3 separate regions of the Sus scrofa genome follow, and all the other regions are linked to region 2. Evidence: chromatin contacts called from public Hi-C data. All regions are on one chromosome and are shown on one strand. The core of a region is the stretch at or near the end of the contact, and the rest is flanking DNA. Distances in the headings are between cores, read along the strand shown.

What was found. Hi-C and Micro-C count contacts between places; a contact is called where the count stands out from the background.
Region 1: a Hi-C map of omental adipose tissue shows a contact between it and region 2, with 4 times the contacts expected there. The contact joins two enhancer-like sites. A contact is called at or near these places in 2 of 5 promoter capture datasets (fetal liver and liver), 31 of 47 Hi-C or Micro-C datasets (adipocytes, adipose tissue, alveolar macrophages and 16 more) and 2 of 2 datasets of contacts at active chromatin or transcription factors (alveolar macrophages and skeletal muscle).
Region 3: a Hi-C map of omental adipose tissue shows a contact between it and region 2, with 2.7 times the contacts expected there. The contact joins two enhancer-like sites. A contact is called at or near these places in 2 of 5 promoter capture datasets (fetal skeletal muscle and liver), 23 of 47 Hi-C or Micro-C datasets (alveolar macrophages, blood, embryonic fibroblasts and 14 more) and 2 of 2 datasets of contacts at active chromatin or transcription factors (alveolar macrophages and skeletal muscle).

The regions. Positions count from the first base shown.
Region 1 is chr7:91,949,534-91,953,659 of Sscrofa11.1, reverse strand. All of the region lies in intron 8 of RAD51B (DNA repair protein RAD51 homolog 2), which reads right to left. Among named protein-coding and RNA genes, the nearest start is that of RAD51B, 360 kb to the right of the region's middle. Within about 2 kb of position 1,894, at least 25 of the 83 cell types and tissues checked have an H3K27ac peak or open chromatin away from gene starts, as enhancers often do. A contact at or near this core is called in liver and omental adipose tissue, where this site is marked.
Region 2 is chr7:92,524,201-92,528,235 of Sscrofa11.1, reverse strand. No RefSeq gene overlaps it. Among named protein-coding and RNA genes, the nearest start is that of ZFP36L1, 30 kb to the right of the region's middle. Within about 2 kb of position 1,300, at least 15 of the 83 cell types and tissues checked have an H3K27ac peak or open chromatin away from gene starts, as enhancers often do. A contact at or near this core is called in liver and omental adipose tissue, where this site is marked.
Region 3 is chr7:91,612,239-91,616,374 of Sscrofa11.1, reverse strand. The region is part of intron 5 of RAD51B (DNA repair protein RAD51 homolog 2); the gene reads right to left. Among named protein-coding and RNA genes, the nearest start is that of RAD51B, 22 kb to the right of the region's middle. Within about 2 kb of position 1,419, at least 8 of the 83 cell types and tissues checked have an H3K27ac peak or open chromatin away from gene starts, as enhancers often do. A contact at or near this core is called in omental adipose tissue, where this site is marked.

The sequences.
Region 1 (4,126 bases), core at 645-3,144, 580 kb after region 2:
GTGCCTAGCACCCAGGATGGGCTCCGTAAATTGCAGCTATTATTATTATTATTTTTAACCCCAGCAATTAGCACAGTTTCTAACATTCACCAGATACTCAGAAAGTATATATTAATGAAGTAAGGCCAAACCCTGATTGCATGTATACTCTGCTTTCCTCTTCCTCTGAACAGCAGAGGAAACTATCAAATTCGAACTGATAGGACAAAATTGTGACAAAGGGAGCTTCACCAGTTCAACAAAGACTTATTAAGTCCTAACATAAGAAGCACTGGACTTCCTACCTCCATGGGGCTTACAACTGAGAAGGGGAAACAAAAATGCTAAGATCTTCATTCTCCAGGCCACACATGACAAGTGCCATCCAAGCACAGATTATCCAGGGTTCAGAGTTTGGAGGCCACACCCAATCGCTCCCTAGTTAGGGTGGCTATGGAGGGTATCTTGAAGGGTGATGGGATTTTTGATGAGCAAAGATGAGAAAAGGAACTCATCCTAGGCAAACAGGATGGACTAAGCCAAGCGTAACATGAAGAAAGCAAATACCTCTTTAGGGAAGGATGCCTAGTCCAGACTGGCTGGGGGATGGGGGCTTATGCTGGGGACTAATAAGAGATGGGTCTGGAAAAGGCAGTGTGGACTAGTCTGGAAGGTCCTCAGATGCCAAGGTCCGGTGGGGGGAAGGGAAGCAGAGACGCTTCAGAGGCCAGGTATGGCCAGGCTGAGACAAAACTGACGGCCGGCTGTGTACAGGGTGGAACCCAAGCAGGGGGAGCCTGGGACCAGGGCAGACACCATCAAGTCACTTAATCCTGATAATAAGCCAACGAGCGAGCGTTGTCAGAAAGGGAGATGGAGGCAGTGTGTGCCCAAGGTCGTGCAGCTCGGAAGTTTTGGGAGTGGGGTCCAAATTCAGTCAATCGGACTCCAGAATTCATGAGGACAGAGAACTGAGTAGGTGACTCATGCAATGGTCTTTTGAATGGCAGGGGGAAAAAAAACACTTGGGCTGGCCTGCCTGGGGTGGGGTAGGGGAAGTGCAGGCAGAATTATAAGCTTTTTAAAAATAAAATCTGAGAACAAAAAGAGTTTAAGAGGAACTTATATTTATATGATTGAGCCAAAATGATGAAATGAAACAGTTTATTATGACATCATGACAGACAATTTAAAAAGAGCATAAACATGTTTTTCTCACAACAAAGGAAGAAAAGAGCTTTAAAAAAAAAAAAAAAGAGAAAAAGGAGGCCGTTTAATGCTAAGTTCGATCCTGAATAGCAGCTTACACTGAAGAATGTGCAATTTGGGTTTGTTAATGTACCAGAGCCACATTTTAAAAGAAAAGATGGCATAGAATAGGTCCTGGTGGGTACTGGAGTTAAAGCCATAATCACGTACAAAGAGCTACTGGCCAACACAACCAATGACAAACAGGCAAAGACAGCACGCTCAGCAGAAATGCTTTTCTCAGCAGACGAGTCACAGACGAACTGGGCTTTACACTTTAGTTCCATGAGACAATATATACAAAGCAACCAGCACAGTGCCTGAGGCCAAGCAGATGCTAGTTCTTTTCCTTTTCCTGCTCAGCTTCCCATCCTAGCCGACAAAAAAGATAAAGGAACCTTTCTTCCTCTAACAGCTTAAGTTGGAGAAATATAAAGTAGTTCTAGAAGTCTGCAGAAAGGAAAACATCGAGGCAAGTTTCTGTGGGTTTGAGTCGGGAGTTCCGGCATCACCTACGAGGGAGCTGGGATGGGGATGGGAACAGAGCCTGTTTCCTTGAGAAGAAAACGAAGCAGGGATATGAACGAATGCCAGGCCCCGTGCAAACAAGAGGCCGTTTGTACTCCGGACACTTTATCTTTACTCAACCAGTGACTCACCAGAAGGAACAAGTTTCCCTGCTTTAGTTAGAGAATAATCACCTTTTATCACCATATTCCTTCCTAGCACTGGATGAGTAAAGCACTTCTAGGGGAAGATTAGGTAAGTGAAAAGCATTGACTGTACCTGTGCTGGAGGAAGAGGCCACTGGATACGCCCATGAGCCTTCAGTCACCAAAGAAAGGCTTACGGTGCCTACCACCATCTTTTTTCTCTCCGTTCTCCCTGACAGGACAGGCCCCAGAAGTTCCTGTTTATTGTCTGTCCTTCCCTAAAGAGCTTGTGTATGGAAGTGCGGAGGTGAGGCTCTTAAAGGCTTCCAGATCCTGGGGTGAAAGGTGCTGTTTTAAGTCATCCCACTCATTACAGACGGAATAGGCCTGTGCTGTGGCTCTCAAGATACACAGGGGGGTCTGTTCTGAGATGAAGGAAGCTAAAGATCCGAGGCCGTCTTTATTATTGCAGCTATAACACCCCGGGTAATAAGGGTGCCCTATAAACACCGCTGCTGCTGATAAAGAGGGGCTGGGGGCTCCTGGACAATTTCAGTGTCACCCTTGGAGAAAAGATTTCTTGGCTCTACATGCCTATGCGGATGTGCTCATGGTCAGACTTGGGCCTTCTAGCTGGACCAGGTAAAGACTGAACCGTTGTGGACCAGAACAATGTGGCTAAAGAAGCCTTTTCACATCCAACCTAGGTTCTCTCACTTTGTTACTCAGATATTGCATGACGCTTGGGTGGCCACATTTTCTTAAGTAAAAACCTCGTCAGTATGTTTAAGGCCAAAATGGGAGAGGGAGCTTTGAAATGAGATTGTTGAAATATCTGACAGTTATATCAGATAACGCTGGGCAGAGAGGCCATGTGAAGTTCTCGGGACTGGTGATGATACAAAGGGGGCTCCAGAGTCTTAGAACTGCGTCAGTACCACTGGGGTGAGCTGATGGGACGGGTGGGTGGAGGTGAAAAAGAGAGGGAGAAGGGAGAAGGCAGTGAACAAAAGAAGAGAGTGATGAGTTGAAGAAAGAAAACACACCAAAGCCAGGCACCAGAGTCCTAGGACTTAGTGCAAAAAACAAAAACAAAACAAACAAACAAACAAAAGGAGTGGGAGGAGAAAGGACCGTGGAGAAGTACAGCTTCTTGGGGAAAGGGGGAACCCAAATCTGGAATAGGACCACTGCTTCTTCCCTTGGAAAGTCAGTGTCTTTGTCCCTTAGGGCTGCTTTAATGAAGTCCATCAACTAGGTGGCTTGTAACAGAAATGTATTTCTCAGAGTTCTGGAGGCTGGGAAGTCCAAGATCAGGTGCTAGTGTGGTCAGGGTCTGGTGAAGATCCTTTTCTCGTTGCATCCTCACCTGGTGGAAGGGGCAAGAGCTCTCTCTGGAGCCTCCTTGCCACAGGCACTAAACCCATCCATGCGAGCTCCACAGACCCTGATAATCCAGGGAAATGCTGCCATCTGTGATGTGGTCTGACTACGAGGATTGAGCCCAAGCTGAGAGTTCCAGTGATGAGGAAGGGTTCGCATGATCTATCAGCGACGTTTCCTTGTAAAAATTAATAAATCCTATTTTGTAAAAAGATTTAAAAAAAAAATCAAACCCACAATGAACTACCACCTCACAGCACCTGGGATGGCTATAAGATGGACAATAAAAAGTGCTGGTGAAGAGGTGGAGAAACTGAGGCCCTTAAACATGGATGGTAGAATGTAACATGGAAAACACTAGAAAACAATGTGGCAGTTCCTCAAAAAGTCAAAATATAGACTTCACCTAAGACCCAACGTTGCTCCTCCTATGCAGATTCGCAAGAGAAATGAAAGCATATATGCCCTTGCAAAAACTTGTATACAAATGTTCATTAGCACCATCATTTATGACTGCTAAAAAGTAGAACCAATGCAAAGCCACAGAGACAGACAGTAGATCAGTGATTGCTTGGGGCAGGGGAAGGAATAGGCAGTGACTGCCAATGGGTATTGAATTTCTTTGGGGAATGCAAAAGTTCTAAAATTTGATAGCGGCAATAGTTGCACAATCTTAAGACAAAAACATACTTCATTATACAACTTTAAATGGGTAAACCTCATGGTGAGTGAATTATATCTCAACAAAAATGCTAAAAATGTTTTCACAATATCATGCCAATTTGTAAGTTCTCTAAGTAATTTGCTGGTAGATGTCTACAAAGAAAAGCCTTCAGAGGCAGAGGCATGAAACACCTGAGTGA
Region 2 (4,035 bases), core at 51-2,550:
CTGGATACTGGCTCCCTTGTCAGATATGTTATTTTATTTATTTATTAAATGATTATTTTTTCCATTTTAGTTGGTTTACAGTATTCTGTCAATTTTCTATTGTACAGCAAGGTGATCCAGGCAGACATACACATATACATTCTTTTTTCTCACATCATCATGCTCCATCATAAGTGACTAGATACAGTTCCCAGGGAGATATGTGCTGCAAATACTTTCTGCGAGTGGATTTTTACAGGAAACCTCGGTATTGGGTTTGGGCCCGGGTGGGGTGTTTGTGGGTGCAGGGCTGGAAGTTATAGGACCGCTGACTTGGGGTTGCATGCTGTAGGGGGCCATAGCCCCCTCCCTCACAGGGCTGGTGCTAAGCACAAGTGAGATAACATGGGGGAAAGTCCTTTGTAAAATACAAGATGAGCAAAGATTTAACATTGACCCTTTGACTGTGTGAGGAGAAAGGGCCTCTTCTCTGTCTTCTCCCCAATAGCGAGTCTCTCAGGAGCAGGAGACAGGAGAGGAAAAAACCACCCCTTGGCTGGAAACAGTTTCTCTTAAGATCTGAGTGATTACAGTGCCGAAAAACCAGTACAAGCTTGGCATCACACCCAGGCTCAAATCTGGGTTCTGCCAGTTACTGTTTGAATGCTTTTGTGCAAACCCTCATTTCATGAAAACTGGAAATAATAAATACCTATCTCCCCGGGATCACTGTGTCATTATTATTTTTATTATTTGCCAAAGATCATACTAAGAGAGCCGCACATGTTGTGCAATCCAATGACCCTTGATGTAAGTCGTATCACTTTTAATTTATTTTTTATTTTTTATTTTTATTTTTTGCTTTTTAGGGCCACACCCGCGGCATATGGAGGTTCCCAGGCCAGGGGGTTGAAACAGAGCTGTAGCTGCCGGCCTACACCACAGCTCACAGCAATGCCCTGGTGGCTGTGGTGTAGGCCAGCAGCTGCAGCTCCAGTTCAACCCCTAGCCTGCGACCTACACCACAGCATCTGCGACCTACACCACAGCTCACGACAACGTCGGATCCTTAACCCACTGAGTGAGGCCAGGGATCAAACCCGCAACCTCATGGTTCCTATTTGGATTCGTTTCCACTGAGCCACGACAGGAACGCCTCTTTTTAAGAATTAAAAAAATTAATTATTTAATTTGGGGGGGAGGAATTGTAGGTTGATTACAAGATGCTCCTGGAGCCTGTAGGAGGCTGTGTAGAGGTTGTGCCCCTAGGAGTCTTATCTGGGGAGCGTGGCTCTCTGCGCCTGCACCACAGGAAGCCACCAGGGGGCACTCGCCTCCTCTTCGGACCTGTGCTGAGGCGGGGCAGTTCTCTGCCTCCCACTTTAGCTCTGTTCCACACGGACCTCTGTGACAATTTCCAGGATGGAGAATAGTTTCCAGAAGGTCCCCGTTGGGAGACAGGAGGCTAACAAGCCCGAGCGATCCTGCACAGAAAGGCCAGGAAGGGCAATGCTGGTCGCTGTCCCCTTAAAGATTTCCTTGGGGCAGGGTGCTCACTCAGTGCTGAGTGCACAGGAGAGAGAGCCAAGCTGTCCAGCAGTTTTCTGTGTATCCTGCCCCCACTGTCCACAGCCCGTTACCTCCCTGGGCCTCAAGTGTCACACCCCCTGCTCCTTGGGTAGGCTAACAACGCATGACCGTGCTTGACCAGGCCTGCCTCTGGGTCTGCCTGCTTCCTCTGTGCCCAGGTTGAGCAGTATCTGCACTTCAGAGACACTCAGGCCCTGGCCTGCCAGTCCCCCTAGAGAGCTGGCTGAATGTGGGGGTGGGGTTTCCTGTGTGTGCCCTTTCTTTTTCTTTTATTTTTTTGTCTTTTTAGGGCCGCACCTGCGACATATGGAGGTTCCCAGGCTAGGAGTCCAATCGGAGCTGAAGCCACCAGCCCACACCACAGCCACAGCAATGCCAGATCTGAGCCGCATCTGTGATCTACACCACAGCTCATGGCAACACCGGATCCTTAACCCACTGAGCAAGGCCAGGGATCAAACCCGCAACCTCATGGTTCCTAGTCGGATTCATTTCCGCTGTGCCATGACAGGAACTTCTATTTTTCTAAACTTATTTAAAAAAATTATTATTATCATTTTGGCCACACCCAAGGCATGTGGAAGTTTCTGGGCCAGGGATGGAACCCAAGCCCTAGCAGCAACCTGAGCTGCTGCAGTGACAACACTGGATCCTTAACCCACTATGTCACAAGTGCGAGCCCACTGATTCACAGAATTGCCCTTGACTTGGTCCAGCTACTTTCCCTGGGGGCCTTAGGGAAGGTGGTGAGGGGTGGGCTCACAACCCCCTAAACCCCCCTCCCACTCTAACTACTAAGATACACAGCCCCCCACCCCATTAGAGCAACACCCTCATCCTCACCCCCTTTCTGCTGCATCCTCTCCACTCCTGGGTCCATCCCGCCTGCCACACCCCTCAGTGCAGAGCCCAAGTGGGCCTTACCCCAGAAGGAGGGGCTCTGGCCCTCCCTAGCCACGGCAGTGACCCCACGGTGAGTCGCTTCCACACTAGCTGCACCCACCCCCTTAGGCAAACAGGCCCAGGCCCTGACCCCAGGCCCGGCGGCCAGGGGGCAGGGCTGCTGTCCTTGCCAGACCCACCTGCCTGCACAAGGTGACAGCGAAGTCCTCTCGGCCGCCACGCCCACCTCCACCTCAGGCAGAGCCAATGGGTCTCCCGTTTCTCTTTTCCTCCCAGCTGGGCTGGGCAGGTCGATATCTGGCCTGGGGTCCTCTTAGGCAATCGACGTGGTCATGGAATGTCCCTGTGCCTGGCAGGCTGGGGCCCCTTGTTCTGGAAACTGGCTGTCTTGGGAGCGCGATTGGAGAGGTATCCTTCAGGGTCGGCCAGCACGGGGATGGGCCACCCGGCTTCTCAGAAGCCACATTCCTTCCTGTCTTCCAGAGGCCATTCAACAGAGCAGCAGTTGCTTCTCCTGCCGGCTGAGCCCTTTAACCGGCCTGCCATCCAGCTCGGCTGTTCTCCTGGCTCCCTCGTCCACTTGCTCAGCTGCTTGGTGGCCGTGGCAGTGGATGCACGTCTCCCCTCACTCATCCCCGCCTCTGTCTACTTGTCCCCTCCCTGATCCGCTCAGTCCCTGAACAGCTCAGGTGCCCATTCTGGTGCTGGGCACAGCCAGTGCGGAAGCTCTAAGTGGTCAAGGGCCAAGCCTTTGGGGTCAGAGGGACCGGCTGCGAATCCTGACTGCGCTATTACCTGGCCCTGTGACGCCAGGCACGTGTCTCAGATCGCTGAGCCTCAGTCTCCTCATCTGTAAAATGGGGACCCTGTGGACCCTCTCCTCCCGGGGTGGGTGTAAAGATTGGCTTCAGGGTTATGTAAGGGGCTTTAACCAGAGCCCAGGGAATGGAGTTCCCTGGGCCTCTCTGTGGCCATGTCCTGGCTGTGGGGCTCCTTTTGTCCTGTCCCCCACAGCCTCCCCGTCTGCCTCAGGCTACACCCGGGACAGGCAGAGGCTCATCCCGGCTTCTTGGCCAGGCTGTGTTCCCCAGGCAGGTGTCCCCACACCCAGCCCTGAAATGGAGGCTGATAATCACCACCTTCCCACGCACCCCTTCCTCAGCCTTCTGGCCTGCAGGGCACTCTGGGGTTGTCAGGTCAGCCAGGACACCTGCAACATCTGTCTTGCTCCCTTCCCTTTTGCTGCCAAATTCTCCATGACAGCTGTGGAGGGCAGAGCCCGGCCTAGAGCCTCTGACCCCTCCAGGGGTCATTTCCCCTCCCATCGGAGGCCCACCTGGCCAGGACCCATCCGTCCCCACCCCATTCCCTTCCTTCCACAGGCCCAGGGGGACTGTACCTTCTAGCTGCTCTGGGGGCTCCTTGGGGGCAGAAAGGCTGGCTGAGCTGGAAAGGTCAGCTAGGGTGGGGGCAGGGCGGGGCGGGGCGGGAGCGTGGTTGGGGTGAGGCTCTGGGTTGAGGGATCTCCCTTTCCCCCAGACAATCAGGTCAGGAGGCTGTGTA
Region 3 (4,136 bases), core at 170-2,669, 910 kb after region 2:
TTTCAGATCCTTTCAATATATTTTCCCTCTCTTTCTAGCCTCAAAAAAAAATATGCTATATGCAATTTTTATGGGCTGGCTGGGATTATATTTCATTATTTTTTCAGGTTTACTTAGTGGGTTAAAACATTTCAACATTAATAATTTTTAGCTTCAGATAGTTTAGCTTTGAATTCTAGCAGCCAAACCACAAAATTTCAAATTGTGTTCAGTTCCCAGGTTCAGTTCCAACGGTGGTTAGAAAGAGAAAACATGCCAAACCAGAACAGTCTAAGTGATTTGCTTCTTGGAAACTCAGAGTGAATACACCATTTACACATGGAAGACACTAGTAAAATACAATTAGCTTCATATAGTCAGAGCCTGAGTTCCAACAATCCTGCCTGAGAAATGCAAAAGAAAGAAAACAATCAATAGTGAAGATCACTAAAATACAAGGAAGCAAATATTAACAACTGGTTTCAAGAGGAAAGAGAATCACTACCAAGAAAAGAGTCTAATTGTACTAAAGTAAAAGTGAAGCCTAGTCATAAAGAGATTAAGTGGTAGAGATCAATGTGACACTGGACCTAAAATCTTACAAAATCTTGCAAAGTAACTCTTCTCTACATTCAAAATGGGGGCAAGAGGATGGGACATGCCGCCAGGCTAATACTTTGCAGAGAAAATTTAAGGACTGCCTGGTTCAGATCTGAGAAAAGAGCATGTGGAAACTTCTTATCTTTTTAACAACCCCTTTCCCCTAGCATCTACGATTAGGTCTTCTATTTTTTAAAATAACTCTCTGAATCCTAAAACAAACAAATAAATAAAAAGCCAACAATCTCAGAAGGGCCAGGGAGCCCTTTGCCTTGTGAAAGAAACCCTGATCTTAAATTTCTTTATAGCAAACTGCGTGGAAGATTTTACACCTTGGATTCTCTCCACCACTTCTTACTCCATACTGGCAACTGCTGTTTTTGAAGTAAATGGGAAGGGGAGGAAAAAAATAAGGGAGGGGAACAGAGCAGTAAAAAGCAGGAAGACAAGGAAGTGACAAGCATGCAAGCTTCACAGTAAAAAAAATAAAAAATTAAAATGCCAAGGGATATAACCATTTATTTAATAATCATACAACCATATAAAAGACTCTATAAAACATTTATGGAGAAAGATGCTCATTTCTAAATCAGGAAGAGAATGAAGAATTAGGGAAACAGTGATCCAATCAACCACATATGCTAAACTTCTGTATTTGGACAGAGGCCTGGTTATCTTATCTTTCAAAACACTGGACAGGATAAACGAATCACATCAGCAGATTATGTTCAAGGAACAAGCAATCAGAAATCTCTCCCTAGTTTTCCTGCTGTGCATTTGCTACACACGCAACAGACCAGAACCCAGAACCTGACCACAGCTTGAAGGAGATGAGACCCACCTTGGCAGACCTACAGACCCATGAGCAAGAAAAATTGTTTGCTGCTATTGTAAGCAGAGTAAACAGCCAAAATTGACTGATAAAGCATTTACATCTTATACTTCGCTGTTCATGCACTTCTATACAAGCCAAGGTCCTTACAGACATTTCAGTTTACAAGCCCTGACGTATTGGCTCCGGTGATCTCTAGACCACAGCCCACACTGCGAATGAGAAAAAAAACTGAAATATTTAATTGTTCTGAGGAAAAATCAGGAAGCCAAAATAGGACGCTGGCATCCTGCCTCTATCTTTTGGGGATGGTAGGGTAGTCACTTCCAAAACAAAACCACCCCACTTAAGGAGGACACCTGGTCTCCTTAAATCATGAACAAAGCATAGAAATGACTTAGGAAGCATACGCAATGTAGACAAGGGCTATATTTTTTCTGATTATTGAGAGCAAGGATCTGGGTAGAAGCATTATTCTTGACTGCTGTAAAGTTTTGGCAGTGCTTCACAGGTTTACCCCCCCAGAGGTACTCTCCAAGCAAGATCTGCAGGTGCAACATCTCCTGTTCTTGACAAGGATTTGGACCAGTGTTCTAGTCTTGCAATCTCTGGATTACAATATGATAATACCTTTTTTAATAATCTCTTCAAAACAACCTTAACTTTACCTAATCACATCAGTCTCTTTACCATACATTCTCAATATAATGACCCTGACAGCAAAATCTGGTTTTTATTGGGGAGGAGGGGTTGTATTTTTTCCATATAAAGCATAGATCTACATATGACACAGAAACAGATACACAGAATTGCTATGGTATTAAAATCTCATGGTAAGGGGCACAGGGGTTTATTAGGGGAAAAAAAGTCTAAAAAACTCTAGAGGGGTCAACACTGTAAAAAGGATTGAGAAACACTGATCTGATCTATATACTACCTCATATGAGAAGGCAACAATTACATGATCTGATCGCCACGTAACATAAACATTCCAAGTTGAAATTTCAAACCTATCTTTATTATCAATATTCAGTTATAACAGATGTAAAATTATCTGCTTATATGTTCCATAAGTAAGGAGTCTGATGTTCTCTGGGAAAGACACAAAGCCCTATCGCTCACTCCCATTAGTGACTGAGCAGCTGGTTTCTCTTTGATTTCTCCTCTGCTGCTTCTGCCTTTGGCATGAGTAGCACTTCTCTAATTCCACTTTTAATCTTGGTGCTATTACTGAACATACCCAGATTCAGTGCAGTTCACATAAATCAAAATTGATGATAAATAAAATAGGGTGTTTTGAAGTCAGAATCAGGAAAGAGCAGCTGTAAAAGTGACAGCAGAATGTTTCCAGACTTACTCTTACTCCCTCCAATCCTCTCCAGGCCTAGTCCAAGTTTATTCAGTTAGAGCCTTACCTCTTACCTCCACCAGATCTAACTTCTATCTGATACCCAGGACTCTAGGTCTGAACTTCTCACCAGAAATAAAGATCGTGCAATGCAATTAGTTAGACATCCCCATTGATATCTATGTAAGTTCTCTATTGCTATGGAACAAATGACCACAAACCTAGCAGCCTTAAAATAACACCCCTTTATTAGCTCACAGTTCTATAGGTCACCCTGAGCAGCTCTTTCAGCTCCAGTCAAGTTTTCAGATGATGGCAGCCTCGGCCAATATCTTGATTATAAACTCATGAAAGACAGGAACTAAAAATAGCCAGCTAAGCTGCTCCTGACTCACAGAAACCATATGAGATAATGAACATTTATTGATGTTTTTAGGCACTAAATTTTGGAATGATTTGTTCAACAGCGATATACAACCAAAAGTATATACATAGGTAGATAGAGATATATAGAATCAGACTTTAAAACTCTGTACACAACTTTATTTTTTTATTATTATTATTTTTTTTTTTTGTCTTTTTGCTATTTCTTTGGGCCGCTCCCGCAGCATATGGAGGTTCCCAGACTAGGGGTCTAATCGAAGCTGTAGCCACTGGCCTACGCCAGAGCCACAGCAACTCGGGATCCGAGCTGCGTCTGCAACCTACACCACAGCTCACGGCAATGCCGGATCCTTAATCCACTGAGCAAGGCCAGGGATGGAACCTGCAACCTCATGGTTCCTAGTCGAATTCGTTAACCACTGCGCCACGACGGGAACTCCTGTACACAACTTTAAATTGTGTAAGAAAAAACTCCTAAAAAAATCCCTGATGTTTATTAACAAAATATCAAATATGTAGAAAAATCATATTCTTTAAGTGTACTATTTCGATAATTTGAAAAAACAAATGGCACATAAATGAAAAGAATTACTGTATCCTGGAAGAGCAGTAACATTAAAAGCTCCTAAAATTTGGACTAGTCCAAGACCAAAAGGGAGAATGTAAGAAAGGCAGCAAGAATCAAAACATTACAGAAGTGTTAAATGAAAACAAATTCATTCACTCAAAAAATATTTATTATGTACCTTCTACATATGCTAATACTGTGGATGTAATAAGAAGAAAAAGACAACACTGCCCACTTGGAATTTATTCTCCAATGAGGAAGACATACATAAACACACAAACAGTAAAACTGTAACAGTGACAAGTGCTGCACAGAAGAACCATCACAGTATAAGGTTCAGTTTTCGGGAAATACACAACAATTCTAAATGTGTTGATTTAAACATAATAAAATAGGCCAAAACATACAAAATAATAGAACTACAA